Regions from separate parts of the Rattus norvegicus genome. Here region 1 is linked to region 2. A link is a contact called in public HiChIP or PLAC-seq data. All regions are on one chromosome and are shown on one strand. The core of a region is the stretch at or near the end of the contact, and the rest is flanking DNA. Distances in the headings are between cores, read along the strand shown. Region 1 overlaps Pde4b (phosphodiesterase 4B). Region 2 overlaps Pde4b (phosphodiesterase 4B).

The links. HiChIP or PLAC-seq counts read pairs in DNA pulled down with a chosen protein or histone mark.
Region 1: a contact with region 2 is called in an H3K27ac HiChIP or PLAC-seq map of oligodendrocytes, with 6 times the contacts expected there. The contact joins two enhancer-like sites. A contact is called at or near these places in 1 of 12 Hi-C or Micro-C datasets (hepatocytes) and 1 of 1 datasets of contacts at active chromatin or transcription factors (oligodendrocytes).

The regions. Positions count from the first base shown.
Region 1 is chr5:122,470,857-122,478,197 of GRCr8, forward strand. The region is part of intron 3 of Pde4b (phosphodiesterase 4B); the gene reads left to right. Among named protein-coding and RNA genes, the nearest start is that of Sgip1, 290 kb to the right of the region's middle. Within about 2 kb of position 4,840, at least 28 of the 93 cell types and tissues checked have an H3K27ac peak or open chromatin away from gene starts, as enhancers often do.
Region 2 is chr5:122,201,329-122,208,404 of GRCr8, forward strand. All of the region lies in intron 3 of Pde4b (phosphodiesterase 4B), which reads left to right. Among named protein-coding and RNA genes, the nearest start is that of Pde4b, 180 kb to the left of the region's middle. Within about 2 kb of position 3,608, at least 46 of the 93 cell types and tissues checked have an H3K27ac peak or open chromatin away from gene starts, as enhancers often do.

The sequences.
Region 1 (7,341 bases), core at 3,590-6,089, 270 kb after region 2:
GTTGATAAGAATGGAAGGTAGTTAGTTTTGAAAAATAAAATAAATAAAAATGGCACTGTGTGTGTGTGTGTGTGTGTGTGTGTGTGTGTGTGTGTGTGTGTGTGTGTGTGTGTAAAAGGTGTTCTATGTTCTTGAGGAGCACGGTCCTCTGGAGACAGATGAGTAGAGAACAGTCACACAGGACAAATGCTCTGACAGACACAAATAAACACCTGGATATCAATAGAAGTGCAGCTATGAAGGGTGGTAAAGCTCCAAGAAGAGGAAAAGCATGAGAAAAGCTAACTCAGCAATTTAGCAATCATTGCAAAATGTCAACCTAACTATTGTCCAACCCAGTTCTTCAGTTAAAAGTGAGGGTGCACATGGAGAGATGTCAGGATCCAGTGATACCCTGTCACTACCCCTGCCCTATCTTAGCTCAGACAGCATCATCCAAAGAAAGCAGATGGTTCCTGTATGGGTAGACAGTAGAGGGCTCTTAACCATAGGGTGGACCTCCTCACCACACTATTGAGCTTTTTCTTATTATTTTCATGGCATTTATTACTATCTACAAATATCATTTTTATTATAATTATTAATTGCTAATTCTTCTCTCAGGGACCCTTTTCTATATTGCTCTAATCCAAGGGTAAGAATCATGCCTTGTCTTGGAGAGGGTACTAATGAGTGTTTGCTGAATGTCCATATCGCCATTACTACTACTCCACACTTGAAAACCGATCTTTTTCTGTTAGGAAAATGTCTGTGAGATGTCTCATCTTAGAGGCACCCCAGAGATCTTTTCCTCACAGATCCATTTTGTATTGAAGTGTGGGGTACAGAGAGTTCCTGTTTCGGTCTATTCCCTACACAATGGACACTAGAAGCCAGATCCCCAGAGTCAGAGCTCTTCAGTATTCCAGCACTACCCCTGGTAAAGGCTATGTGGAATTAATGCCAATTAATGTGATTTTCAAAACTCCTGGGGAAGAAAAACAAATCAATAAGAAAGTGCTCCTAGAATGCAGATGAGCGATCACTAGACTTCTTGTGGTGCCCGGAAGGAGTCATAGAGTTTAGAAGTGACTTCTCAAGACGGAATCGCATGAATCTATTGTCACTGTGCCCAAAGAAGTTATGCTCTGGCCAGGGCATGGACTCAATATCATTCTGTCTGTGCTTTCATACAGTTAAGCCTTTCATTAGGAAAGCCACTGGTTGGTTCTATAAATGTGGGTCTCTGTTACTGTGAGTGGAGGGATGGATTCCTGTCTATCTTCCCTTCTACAGGACCAGATAGCCCAGTGAAATACTGGTCAGTGTAAATACCTAAGGAAATGGGTAAATGGTTATCTTTCTTTTCAAATGTTAGACAAGTATTTGAAGATGTTAATCTGAGAAAAATCTTTTCTAATAGAAAACTAATGCGACAGTATTTTTTTGTGAACAGCATTCCCACATGTACATAACCTGTATACGAACTATAGAAACTGATGGTCCTAGGATGGCATTCTCAGGGTGTTGAAGGGAGGATGGAGAAAGAAGGTTAATATCAGAGGATTAGAGCAGCTCCGCTCAAATACTCCACTGTGGTCTTTGACTGACAAACATTTTAACCCAAATGGATCGGCCTGTCAGATAAGAGATGTCAACTGTGGGATTCTTGCATTCATTCAACAACCATGTATGTGTGTGTTCTGATATGAGAGTCAGATCCAGGATCTAGAAATACAGAAATGAATTAAGACATAAGTCTTGCTTCTAGGAGGCTGTGGTCTAGAGGAAGAGAGATCACTAAGCTAAGGAAGACAGTCCAACATGACAATCTGAATCAAGAAAGCTTCGTGGAGGGAAGGACCTTGGGCACAGGTTATATAACCGTATAATAAAAAAGAGGTCACTTCAAATGAAGTTTTACACTTTAGAGCCTTCATTCTTTCCCTCCTTCAAATAGGTCACAAAGAATAAGCCTAGCAAACTGTGAGGATTAAATGATGCAGATGATGCACGGTGAGTCGTTTAAAAAAAGACAGCAAAAGGAAAAGCGGAGCTCAGTCCCCAGGGTAGTAGCCGCTCTGCTGACCCAGGAGTTTAAATCTTTTTTTCATAGAGTTTGTCTTTCCACTGGGAAGATTTGTTAGAGTCAGTCAAAGGAACTCAGCTAGAGAATGTCTGGGCTGAAAAGACGTTTCCGATTCAGAAATGGCCTATCCCTTAGGACTCTGCTTTATGACTCTTCATTACAGACATCGGGCTTGTGCAGGTAATTGGGAGTCAGGAAAGCACCACCCTAGGGACAATGGCAAGGCCATTCTGTGACCTCCCGGTTCAGCTTGAATTCCTGAAGGCAGAGCTGCTCTTGGTTTAATCAAAGGCTTCATGCACACCTTGCGCTTCTGTTCTTTATCTCTCATTTTTCCTTCCGGGCTCAGGAAGTGGACTTCTCATCTCCCTTCAAACCTTGCTTAAATTGGAGGCCAGAAAACCCTGAGAAACAGTGGTGCCTTCTGCCACCTGCTGGCTCCTTCCTGTCACCAGCCTGGAGCTGGTTTAGCAAAGATTCCGAGGGCTGAGAGGAGCCACCTTCAGAGGTGTGAGGCAGCTGATGACCCCGCTTTTATCACAAAGCGGAGAGATGAGAAGGGGCCCTTGAAGCTGCTGGCATGACGCAGGCTTGGTTCAGGGAAAACACAATTGTATTCCTTTCAGATTTTATTCTTACATCATTACCTCATTACCGGGTAAGACTGATCAAGTAAAGTCACATTCTTCAAAGATCCATTTAAAGGAAACAACAGTTGTAGATGCGGAAGATGATAGAGGTAAGGGTAGGGAGTGAGAAGGAGAAAGAGGCCAGGAGAAACATTCTTCAGCACATTGCAGTATCCTTTAATTGCCTCAGGCAACCTTTTCTAAAGGATCTGTTGTTTGCAAGATTCTGACCCAAATATCTGGGACACAAAACCAGGTAACGTTTCCTCTCTTGACTATGGCAATGCATTGGGAAGCACTTAAATAAATGGAGAGTTAAACAGAGACCTGCAAGTACTCTCATGATATAGTTAGTCCAACATATCCATGCATTTGAGGATGCAGTCAATCGTGACTAGAAAATAGTTGGGGAAATATGTATCTGGAACACACATGTATAGATTTTATTTTCTTACCATGCCTTAAAGAATAGAGTGTATTAGCTGTGTATCTAAAATTTGCATTGCATTCTATATTAAGCCCCACAATGAGTGGGGTTACACGGGACGAGGTGTAGAAATTGTATGCCAATACTAAGTCATTTCATAAAAGAGACCTAAGCACCCACATCTGTAGAGTTTGGAATGGGATGGAGGTGTCTGGAATTGATCTTCTGGCAATATCAAAAGCAAGTGTTCTATATAAAGAATTGTGAGGGAGCACAGAGGAGGGGTGGGCATCAGTTTGACACTGTAGGGTCAGAGAGGATCACTGGAAAGGGTGATCCAAGATGATATTAGCAGGGAGCCTTGTACTGGAGGCAGCAGTGGGAAAGGCTGCCAGTTCCAGGAATGTCACTTCTCATGCATAGCCTCATTTGCCACCACTGCCCGAGGAGATGAGATCTCCCACGACAAAGCAGGGGGAAAAAGCTGTCAAAGCAGTAGATATTAGACAAATATCCCTTGGTTGTGTAGAGGGATGACAACAGGGCCAGGAGAAGCAGACCCAACCGAATAGAGGGTATACAAAGCACTGGAGATGGCTGAGCAAGACTTCCAGGATGGGTCTCTTGTCCTAGAAGAAAGGTGTCTTTAACCCGTCCATGTGTTGGACAGGGACAACCTCTCCCATACAAGCATATGGCTACTCACAAAACCATAAAAGTATGAGCTGCCTCCTCCAAACTCACCTGAAATGCCAACGTAGCTTCATGAACGGTCAGTCTCTGCAACCTTAATTACACCAGCAACAGTACTACAGTCACCAAATGTAAGAGAATGGTTCTGAAAACCACAAAATAGCTGCTGAATGAACAATTAAGGGGTACACGGAAAGTTGTAGTTCTAGAAGCCACAGAACCTTAAAAAGAAATCAATAGTCAGATCAATATGAAAAATGTTTAGATGGGGGCTGGGCTCAGCTAGTAGAATGCTCGCCATGGTGGGATACGAACCTGAGTTTGGAGCCTCAGAACCAATGTAAAACCTAGGCGAAGGAGCAGTATGTGTCTGTAACTGCATTGTTGGAATAGAGGAGCAACAGAGACAGGCAGAGCCCTGACAGTCACCATCCGGAAGTCTAGCCACGCCAACAGATTCCCTGGTAGGTAGAGAACAGCTGAGAAAGACATCTACCATTGACCTCTGGCTTCTGTACTGCTGCATGGATAGGTGGTTACATCTTCCCCTAACACACACACACACACACACACACACACACACACACACATGCACGCACACGCGCACTACTCACCCACCCACTCACCCACATACAGGTAGTACACACATACAAAATACTAAACGGCCAGCAATGGCCATTTTCTTCCTCCCCTATGTTTCACAGAGCTTTCTTGTACTGCTTATGTAATGTTTGGGTGTAAGGAAACCTAAAGATGAAATGTGTGCCCTCATTAAGGCAGAGACAGAAAATGCCCTAAATAAATGATAACCCTATTTATGTGTTTTTTTTCTCCCATTGTGGGCTTCCTGATTGTCTTCCGGTTTGTATGATATATTCATTTCACTTGTTAAGGCCTCCTTTAGTCTTTCTCTGGACCAACACTGCTCCCCTTACTCCTTTGATCTGTGGGATGTATTGTGACGTCTGCGCACTAATTTTTCTGTGACTGGGGCTGGTGTCTGGTTGGTGATTCACTTTTGTTGCGAAGCTGTACATCTGCGCTGGTTGCTTTGAGACAGTGCCCTGGGGCATGTGAAAGGCCGTTTGTCTCACTGAGACTGCTTCTCAGCAACTGAGACCTCTTCCCGGCTTCTTCTGAACTCCAGCAAGCTCTCTTTTGAGTTTAGGCTACAGGGTTACAGGGTAAAGAAAAAGAAGAAAAGAAAACGAAAGAGGAAAGAGTATGTGGGGGGAGGAATCTAGTGTCAGCTCGTCTAGCACATGTGCTTAGTAAGTGTGACAGGGCACCCCTCCCCCAGCCTCACTTTCTCCTGCTACTGTTTCATGGCTTAGCTGCTGCACAGCAGGAATGCTGACAGCATGAAGACGACGAGCCCTACTAGAAACCTCATGGAAAAAGTTCTAAGAGTCCGTGTACTTGGCCAGATACTGGTATAGGTACGGAGAGCATTGATAGTCGTAATAGTGGTATCACGCGAGCACTGACCAAAATGCTCAAGCTAGAGACTGCTTGGCATCCCAAACACTAACCCTTTGGTCTTGCCTATACTAGAGCTTCTGAATAGCCACTCTTAAAAGTATTCTGCTGGTTTAGTATCAAAAGGCTATGAAGATGTACCCCTAGATGAAAAATAATAATACAGTTACACGTGGAATTTAGAAGTTCACTCCACTCATAGACTTTGGCTGATCCTGGTTTCACCTTTTAAGAACCTGCCTTCTTTGCCATTAAGAAGAGTTCTGAAGGCTGGAGAGATGAGACAGTGGTTAAGAGTGCCAGCTACCCTTTCAGAGGTCCCAGGTTTGATTCCCAGCACCCACATGGTAGCTTTCAACCCTCTGTAACTCCGCTTTCTTCTGGCCTTCAGGGAAAGGGACACATATGTAATGCAAGACATATGAACAGGCAAATACCCATACATATACAGATAAATATTATATGTCCATATCTATATATATATATATCATATATGTATATCTATATCTATATATCATATATCTACATCTATATATCCTATATATCCATATCTATATATCATATATATATATATATGATGAAAAGTTCACAGACAAAATCAGGACTTACAGGTTCTACAGGATTTGAGGGTCACAAAGAATCCTCTTTACTAAGTAACCGTTCGGTGTCTCAACAGCTAGTAGAGATCTCACCCAAGGCAAGTTTGAATGTGCTTCACTGTCTTTCCACTTGTTGTGCAGTACAAGCCAGGCAGGCTGGCAAGAAAGTGAGTTCAAAGGATTTCATACTTGCCTGCAGCTTTGGGAAGGAGCCCATCCCAGACCACTTCTGAGAAGGTTCATCTGTGGAGTCTCGGAAGCCCTGGTACGTAGTAGGTGGCTGCAGCACCTGCTTGGCCCTTCGCCCAGGAATCCCCGTGTACTGCTTCCTGTCAGACTTCGTATGGAGTCTGAAAGCAGCTTTGATCAAAATTCTCCTCCTTCTGGTTCCACGGGAAGCTAGAGTTAAGGCAGTCTGCTGCCTCCTTCTGGCTTACTCAAGATGGCACGTTGGGTCCCTGGAGAATCATTCAAGGGTGCTCATAGACTGACTCTCACATACCAATTACAAGTGTTGTTAGAAAAGAAGTGGCCTTCCGTTATCCAGCACGCCGTTTTGAACTGAGGTTGAGAATAGCTGTAAAGACATGGAGTGGGAAAACAGGCCTTCCGGTGTTCCAGCTTGCAACCGGATTAGCTCTCCCTCATCAGTGGTCGTTGTATGTTTTCAGTTGCCCATCATCAAAGATGGCTCAAGACTATGAAATGGAAAAGTCTAGAAATAAATAGTTCATGAGTTTTAAATAGCATTTACCACAAATTCGTGTGTGTGTGTGTGTGTGTGTGTGTGTGTTTGTGTTTGTGTGTATTCCTGTAAACACATGTGTACACATGCTTGTGTAGGACGGAGGTCTTGGCACAGGGTCTGTCAGCAAACCTGGGCTTCACTGACGTGCGTAGACTAGCTGGCCAGTGAGCTTTCAGGACTCACTCCCGTACTGCCAGTGCTGGAATTACAGCTGTGACCCTGCACCTACTTCTTCACAGAGGCGCTTCGGCTGCAGAGTCTGATCTCTGTGTTTTCGCACTATTTATATCCACAGGGCTATGTCTCCATTTCTACAGTATAGTTTAGAATTGTCTTGGTCATAGTTGAAGTGAATCTCTTGCTGTGGCTGATTTACAAATTGTATCCCCAGTGTGTCTATACAGAAAAACACAGTATGCATGGAACGGCTGCTATGTTTCCTCAGACATCTGCTGAGGGTCTTAGGATGTATCACCTCCATCTCAGTGAGTACAGGGAAACCAGTGATCTAGCATGTTTCCTTAAACACGATACTGATGTTTGTTTTTCTTTGTCTTATTTACCTTCGATATAATGGAATCAGATTATATAGCTTGCAGAGTGTGTGGGGCTTAATGAAATAATATACCAGAAAGCACCTTGTAAATTTAAGAAATTTAAGCAAAAGTAAAACACACACACACACACACACACACACA
Region 2 (7,076 bases), core at 2,358-4,857:
CCATTATCTTCATTGCAGAACAACTTGAAAAGTAAGTGGTCATTTCAGTACTGATTAGATCAAATTCGCCTGTGGGCATGTTTATAGGGGATTGTTTTGATAATTAATTAATGTAGGAGGACTTGGCCAATGGTGAGCAGCACCTTTGTCTAGACCAATGGTCTTGGGTTATGTAAGGAAGCTAGCTGAATATGAGCCTACAATTCATCAAGCAACATTCCTCCATGTTTTCTTTTGAATTTCCTTTGCTGTGAGTTTCTTGGTCAGAAATAATGTTGTGTAGAACACCAAACCTTACCTCCTTCTTGCAAACTAAGTGTTTCCCTTGGTGTGAGGTAACACTCATTTTTTTCAACTTCATTTTTCTGTTAGGAAAAGTCCATGTTCATCTTGTAACTGTAGTCACCTTTTGTCTAGTCACTGGAATCTTAATCATCTTTTAGTAATTGCATAGTTTTCCCTTTCTTTCAATAAATACTAGAACTTCATAAAATCAACTCCAAAAGCTTGATGTGGCGCATGGCTCACAGATATTTTGTCTACCAGAATCAAATGAAAGCTTATCAGAAACAAAGATTTCTAGGTCTCATACTCCAGTGCCTGATTCACAAGGCATCAAACTTTAAGGACAGGTTGAGAATTCCTAGGGTAATGAAATTCCAAGTGCCAGCCTTAGATTTACTCTAGGTGTACTGGCATTATACAAACAGTGTAGAATCATGACAGAAAGTTGTTAAAACATCATTAAGGCATTTGACCCCAAATTTCATGGTCTTCAAAGTTCGTAAAATTTTTTCTATATGAAAGCTGGTATGCTGTAATTATTTCACCATAACCTGAGAATATATTTCAGTTTTAATAAAAATAACCTCTCAGCAAATCTTTATTCCCCTTTTGTCCTTTTTTTCTACTTTTAATAAAAAGATTAGATATTGTCCTTTCAATTATTGGAAAATGGAGATAGTGGTTATTCTTGCTCTGTTAAAAACTATTATATATTCATATATCCATGAAATCAAGGTATTTTCCCCTCTCCTAAAATTCTTTAATCCTGGAGGTGAAAAAAGTAGACCAATAGACACCCAAATGCAGCCATGTTGCTGAATTGTCTTTCTTTACAGATAATCCTTAAAAATGAATGTGATGTCTATAACACTGTAAACCTCGCAGGCAGTATACTACCCAAATATATGTACCAGATTGCAATTGAAAATGAAGTGCAATTTAAAATTTAAATTATAATTAGCTCATTTACATAAATTATTCTGTAGGGTACTTGATAGGAGCATTTATGTCTGTAGTCGAGAAACAGAAACAGAAAACTTATAGGCTCAGGGTGATGAGGAAGGTTGCTTGGATCTGATTTCAAGGCAGAGACTCTAGATAAATCATTCATTAAAGCCACGCTTTTTCTTGATTGTACTTCAGTTTATCGGGGTTTAATTTGCCTTCACAGAAGTATTTTTACATGCAGATTTTTATAGACTGCTGTGGTTTTGTGCTTAGGAATCTTAACAAAAACATCAGGATTTCTCTTTAGAAAATATAATGTTATCTATGGCAAAATAGTTCTTAATTATAATGCTGTGTTTTTGGACAGTGTAAATGATAGCTTAGAATTATGAAGAGAATTACTGTGCTTCCCATAGTCTCCTTGACAACAGGCTCAGTGTTTTTGAATACTGAATCACATAGATTTCTATACAGATGTAAGGGTCTTGCACCTTGGCATCTCATTCCCTTTTTATCCAGCTGCGATTTTAGCAGACATTTTTCACAATCCCAATAAACATTATTACTACATATTTTTGCCATCTGACAATGTAATTTTGTGTGGACTGTTTCCATTGTTTTTCTCACTATCTTCATTTTTATTATATCCTTATCATCAGTTTCAATAGGTAAAAATTAAATTCAAATAGTTTGATTAATTTACTGAAATGAAGCCCTTTTGGGGACAACTCCAGTATTAAAAACCCATAATAAAAATTCACATGATAGTGAGTCTTTTGTCTGAGGGGTATGTGTCACTTGGACATTTACCTTTCCCCAAACTTTTGCTCTAATTTTGAAATCAAAAGAAAGGCATGCCATGGAGGCTTCTGTGCAGATTGCCTTCCTGCCTTTGGCGGAGCTCCAGTTTCTCAGTGAATCACTGCTCAGCACACAGTGTTACCATTGTGCCATCTGAAAGCAAAGCCTGCTGGGTGGTGGTGCAGCTACTCTACTGGGAAGGTTACAAGTTCACATTTGCTCTGTCTTCCATCTCACAAGAAGCATTCGCACTAAGGAACAGAGAAGTGTGCTATATCTCTGTTTATAGAGAATCAGGATTCAATGGAACCTCGGCCATGATGGCTCAAGAGCCTTAAGGAGTTATGAATTTATGTCAAGGCTCCTGCCTGTAGCTGGTCCTACTGATGGTGTCTTTCAGCATCTCTTCTCAATGTGTATAAAAATAAAATTGCCTAAGTAGTCAGTTGAAGCGACTGACAATGGGGCAGATGGTGCTTCATGGGAGCCCAGAGTGAATACTTTTGCAGTTCATCTATGTGATTTTCTTTATTAAACAGACGTTTATTGAATACCTACCATATGGCCAGTACTGCTACAGGGACTGGGGTCAATGTGGCAAGCAAAACAGTGAAAATTTCTGTCCTCACAGGATATGTGTGCTAGCAGTGGTAATCCCAAGAGTGGTAGGAAATGTTAGAACAGATCTCAGAGAGTGGGAAGGAGGGCAAAAGTGCTGGTTCATGTAAGGAGATTGATACAGGCTCTGAGGGTAAGACTTGAGAAGATTCCTGAAGGAACTAAGAAAAGGAACCTCAGAAATATCTAGAGAAAGTTCTGGCAAGGCAGGGATTGGGAGTGCCATTTGAGGGGACTTGTGTATTGAAAATGGGGTCTCATTTATTTAAAATGAGAGCCTACCCTTAATGATTACGTATACATCACACACACACACACACACACACACACACACACACACACACACACACACACTCCATTTGAAAATGTCACACCAAAAATGAAAAGCCAAGACTACTTTTAGAACCTTATCTAGCCAATGAAAGCATAAAATAACAGTATTTTTCATCATAAATATTCAGCTAGCAGAGCCTCACAGGGTTAAAACAATATATCTCAGACATAATGTACTGTAACTGCTTTTTAACAACTGAAAATGTACAGAAAACGGTGTTTTGACTGTCTATCTTTAGTGTTCAGCTGTTGCTGTCACGATTCAGAAATTTGGATCTCTGCCTTAAGAGACACATTTTCTTAGCTGTAAAGAATCTGCTGGAATCTACAACTGTAATCAGAGGCTGTAACTAGGAATATAAATCACTCTTTATAAAGGGGGAGGGGCCGGTGTTTTTTTTTACTTTCCTCTTTGAATATGCTCTATTCTGGGTTTGTTCACGTTTGATAAAGATGACATTTCTTTGGCAGCTTTGTGTGGCAGGCTGTGCCCTTGTCTCTTAATGGATGCCACACAAAGAAACCCCAATGCGTGTTAGGAAATCTGGAGACTGAACCCAAAAATGGTGGTAGGTGAAACTAGGCAGGAGAAAGTAGAGAAGCCCTGTGTATTTCTTTGGTGGTGGATTTGAGCATCTTACATTCCTCTTCTGAAAACCACAACTGCATTCAAGGAATGAGAAATAAACGTGCAGTGATTAAAGTGGAGTGGGAAGGTTAATAATTAGTTCCCTGAGTCTAAGACAAGATGAAATCCCTGGCTACAGCTAATGGAGCGCATAGAAAGCACTTCCCCATCCCAACTAGGGCTTGTAGAGTCAGTTTAGATTTCAAACCAACAGCACTGTTTGTGACCATCGTGATCAAGACAAAGCAATGTCTAACACACATTTCCAACATCCACATTAGGGGTGTCTTTTAGAGGATAAATCAGGGTAGAAATAGAGTCAAAGAATATTATTCATACGTCTAATGCTACAACAGGAGAGAAAGGATTACAAAGGAATAATTTCTAGATCTTTAATAACACATGAAGGCCAAGTAAGTTCTAGTTATGCACAGCAGATGGAAACAGGCTGAGGCAGGTCATTCCCATAGCTCTCTTCCATGAGTGACACAAACACTTAAACCAAATGGTCTTTTGAATGAACTTATAAGAGTAACCAGTTTGCTGCATGGACACACCTATGCTTCCCAGCCCTAGGATTGAATGCAGGGCATTGCTCAATCCAAGCAGGCGCTTCACTGAGGACCCCTAGCTTCAGCCATGGAAAGTATTTTTGTCACATTTATATCGCTTGGTAGTACCCTGAAATATGACATTACGGATGTATTTAGTGTCCTAATTTCAGATTATGAAATGATTAGAATGAGTTACTTTTATACTGTATGTTAGATTTTTTTATGTAGAGTATATCCATATTTCCCTTTTGTTTTTCCTTTGTAATAAATTGTCATCGGTTAAAGGATGAGTTTCTAACTACTCTAGCATGGTTCTAAGTTTTATCAACAGAGTGCCCTTGGGTAATTTGTTTCTCCTTTTAGTCTCTTGGTTTCTTAGTCTATAAAACACGTTAGAGGCTTCAGAGTTATGAAGTTAAGTGTGATGCTATGGAAGTATAATCAACCTTGATTAAGGATTTGTTATTTCAACTGCCTCTCTTTTGGCTTCTGCCTCTCCTGTCTCACATTTTGGAAAGTGCCTGGACGTATCCTTTCCATGTAAACTCCAGAAAGTGCCAATCTTGCTGACCCTGGTTTTTAGGTATCTAGCCTGTGTCTAGGATGCTCGGTTGTTTAGCTTATGGTTCTACGGGAACCAGCTGGGTCATGCTGGAACCAGTACCTTAGATTGTTGTGGAGATAGCTTTGTAACGTGACTGGATCTGAAGTGCTTAGTACACAAAGATCATACTGCCAGGAAGAGACAGGGAGACCAACAGCGCCGAAGACAAGTTTTCAGATGGAAATGAGAAACACATTATTGGAAACCACGGGAAAGATAATCCTTATTATGAAGTGGCAAAGAACTTGGCATAATTATGCTCCACGTTTTCTTCATGGAAAATATAATTTGTGAAGGATGAACTTGGTATTTAGCTGAGATTTCTAAACAAAACGTTGGAAGTGTATCCAAGTTTTTCCATGCTGTTTATAGTGAAATGTGAAAGGAGAGAGAAAAATGAAAGAGGAAATTGTTAAAGGAAAAAATATTCACAACTTGAAAGCTTAGAAACTTAGCTCCTATCTGTATCATTTAAAAGCAGCAGCAACAGCAGCAGCAGCAGCAGCAGCAGCAGCAGCAGCAGCAGCAGCAGCAGCAGCAGCAGCAGCAACAAAGAACAGTAAGACATGTCCTGTAAAGAAAAACAGAAATGAGACTCCAAGGATATCTGCACCCTGGATCTGACCTACTATCAGGAAAAGCCAGGAATCAGGATGCAGTTATACACAACTGCCCTGTGGGGTACCCTCTGTCTCGTGGCTTGACCAATGCTAACTGCAAAGCAGTGGAGACTTTTGTGAATTTCCTATTAGCAGAAACCCTTCTCACCTCTACTGAGGAGAAAGGCTGGTATAAAATGGAGACAGCCAAGCTTCTTGTATTCTCTAGGCCGAAGCGAGAAGAACAGAAACATCTGGCATCAGATATACACGATCTTTTATAAAATAGAAGAGTGAGCCAGATGGGGGCTCACCAACCAGTTCTGTTGCTGCTTTCCATGCTTCTCAGGGAGCACAAGGCTGGGAACACAAGGTCTGTGACTACTCAGAGTCCAGGCGCCTCTATTACACCCTAGTCTGTCCAGAAAGCAACACATTGAGTTAACAAAAAAAAAAAAATGAAAGAGAATAGTCCAGTCTTAAAAGCTGATGGAATTTGCACTGTTTGTTTTGAACTTATTTGCAATCGATGAGCTTCCCTCCGCCCCCCGCCAGGATCTCGCTTTGGAAAAAGGATTATCATTTTTATAACCGTCTCGTCATTGTATCTGGAAAATAGATAACTGCTTTTATAATTCATAGACAAAGAGCTACTTTCTTCCAAGTTCCATGCATAACTTATTTGGATTATTTAAATGAGGTTTGATTTCAGACTGAGGCTAATGCTGGAATGGTTAGATGTGGAAAAGTTGGCATGAGTTGAATATAGTTTGCCAATGAGACGGAGATCAGAGAACAGATTGTTATATCTTGAAGCACTTATTCCTCAGATTCGTGTGTTGTAGTCTGTCAAAACGTGGATCTTAAGTATCCCCTAAATTCCATATAAGTAAAAGTTGGTTCCTAGCATGATGCTGCTTGGAGGAGGTGACTTTTTGAAAAGAACTTAGTGAGAGGTTCCCAGGTCAGTCTCAAAGGAGACTGGGAGGACCCAGATTGCTTCACCTTTCTTCTATTGTCTAATCACAAGGTAAATGATATTTTCCAGTACATATTCCTGCTCTGATGTGTCCCTGCAAGTTCGAAACAATGGGTCTCATGATTAACAGCCAATGAATATCTCTAAACCTGTAATCCCAAATCACTTTTCTATGCTGTTTAAATTACCTGAGTTTTAGTGCTTATATCTACTACCTAGTGAATATTCTGTGATAATTTGTTAGAATATGTTAAAAATAAGACCATACCCTAACTTTCAAAGTGGCCGGCTTTAGAGGAAATGTCTTCACAGAGATTATAAAATCAAAATGAAGACACAATAGTTGGTCTTAATCTAATGTGACTGATGTCCTTATAACAATAGGTCATTTGGCAGTAGAAATGCATAGAAGAAGGACAATAGGAAGAGACAATTGGAGAATCTGTAAATCAAAGTGTCCTAAAACACATTATTTCCTCAAAATCTACAGAAGGAACCAACCCTTTAACACCTGTATTTGACTTTTGACTTCCAGAACTGTAAAAGAACAAACTTCTGTTGGTTAAGTTTGCTAAAGATTGCATGTAATCATGAATCTGAAGGAGGGAGGGGCGGGGTATATGTGAGGGCTTAGAGGGAGGAAAGGGATGGCAGAAATGTTGTAATTAAATTATAATCACAAGTATGCAGGGATGACAAGTAGGTTGTCCTATTTTGGGTTTTATTG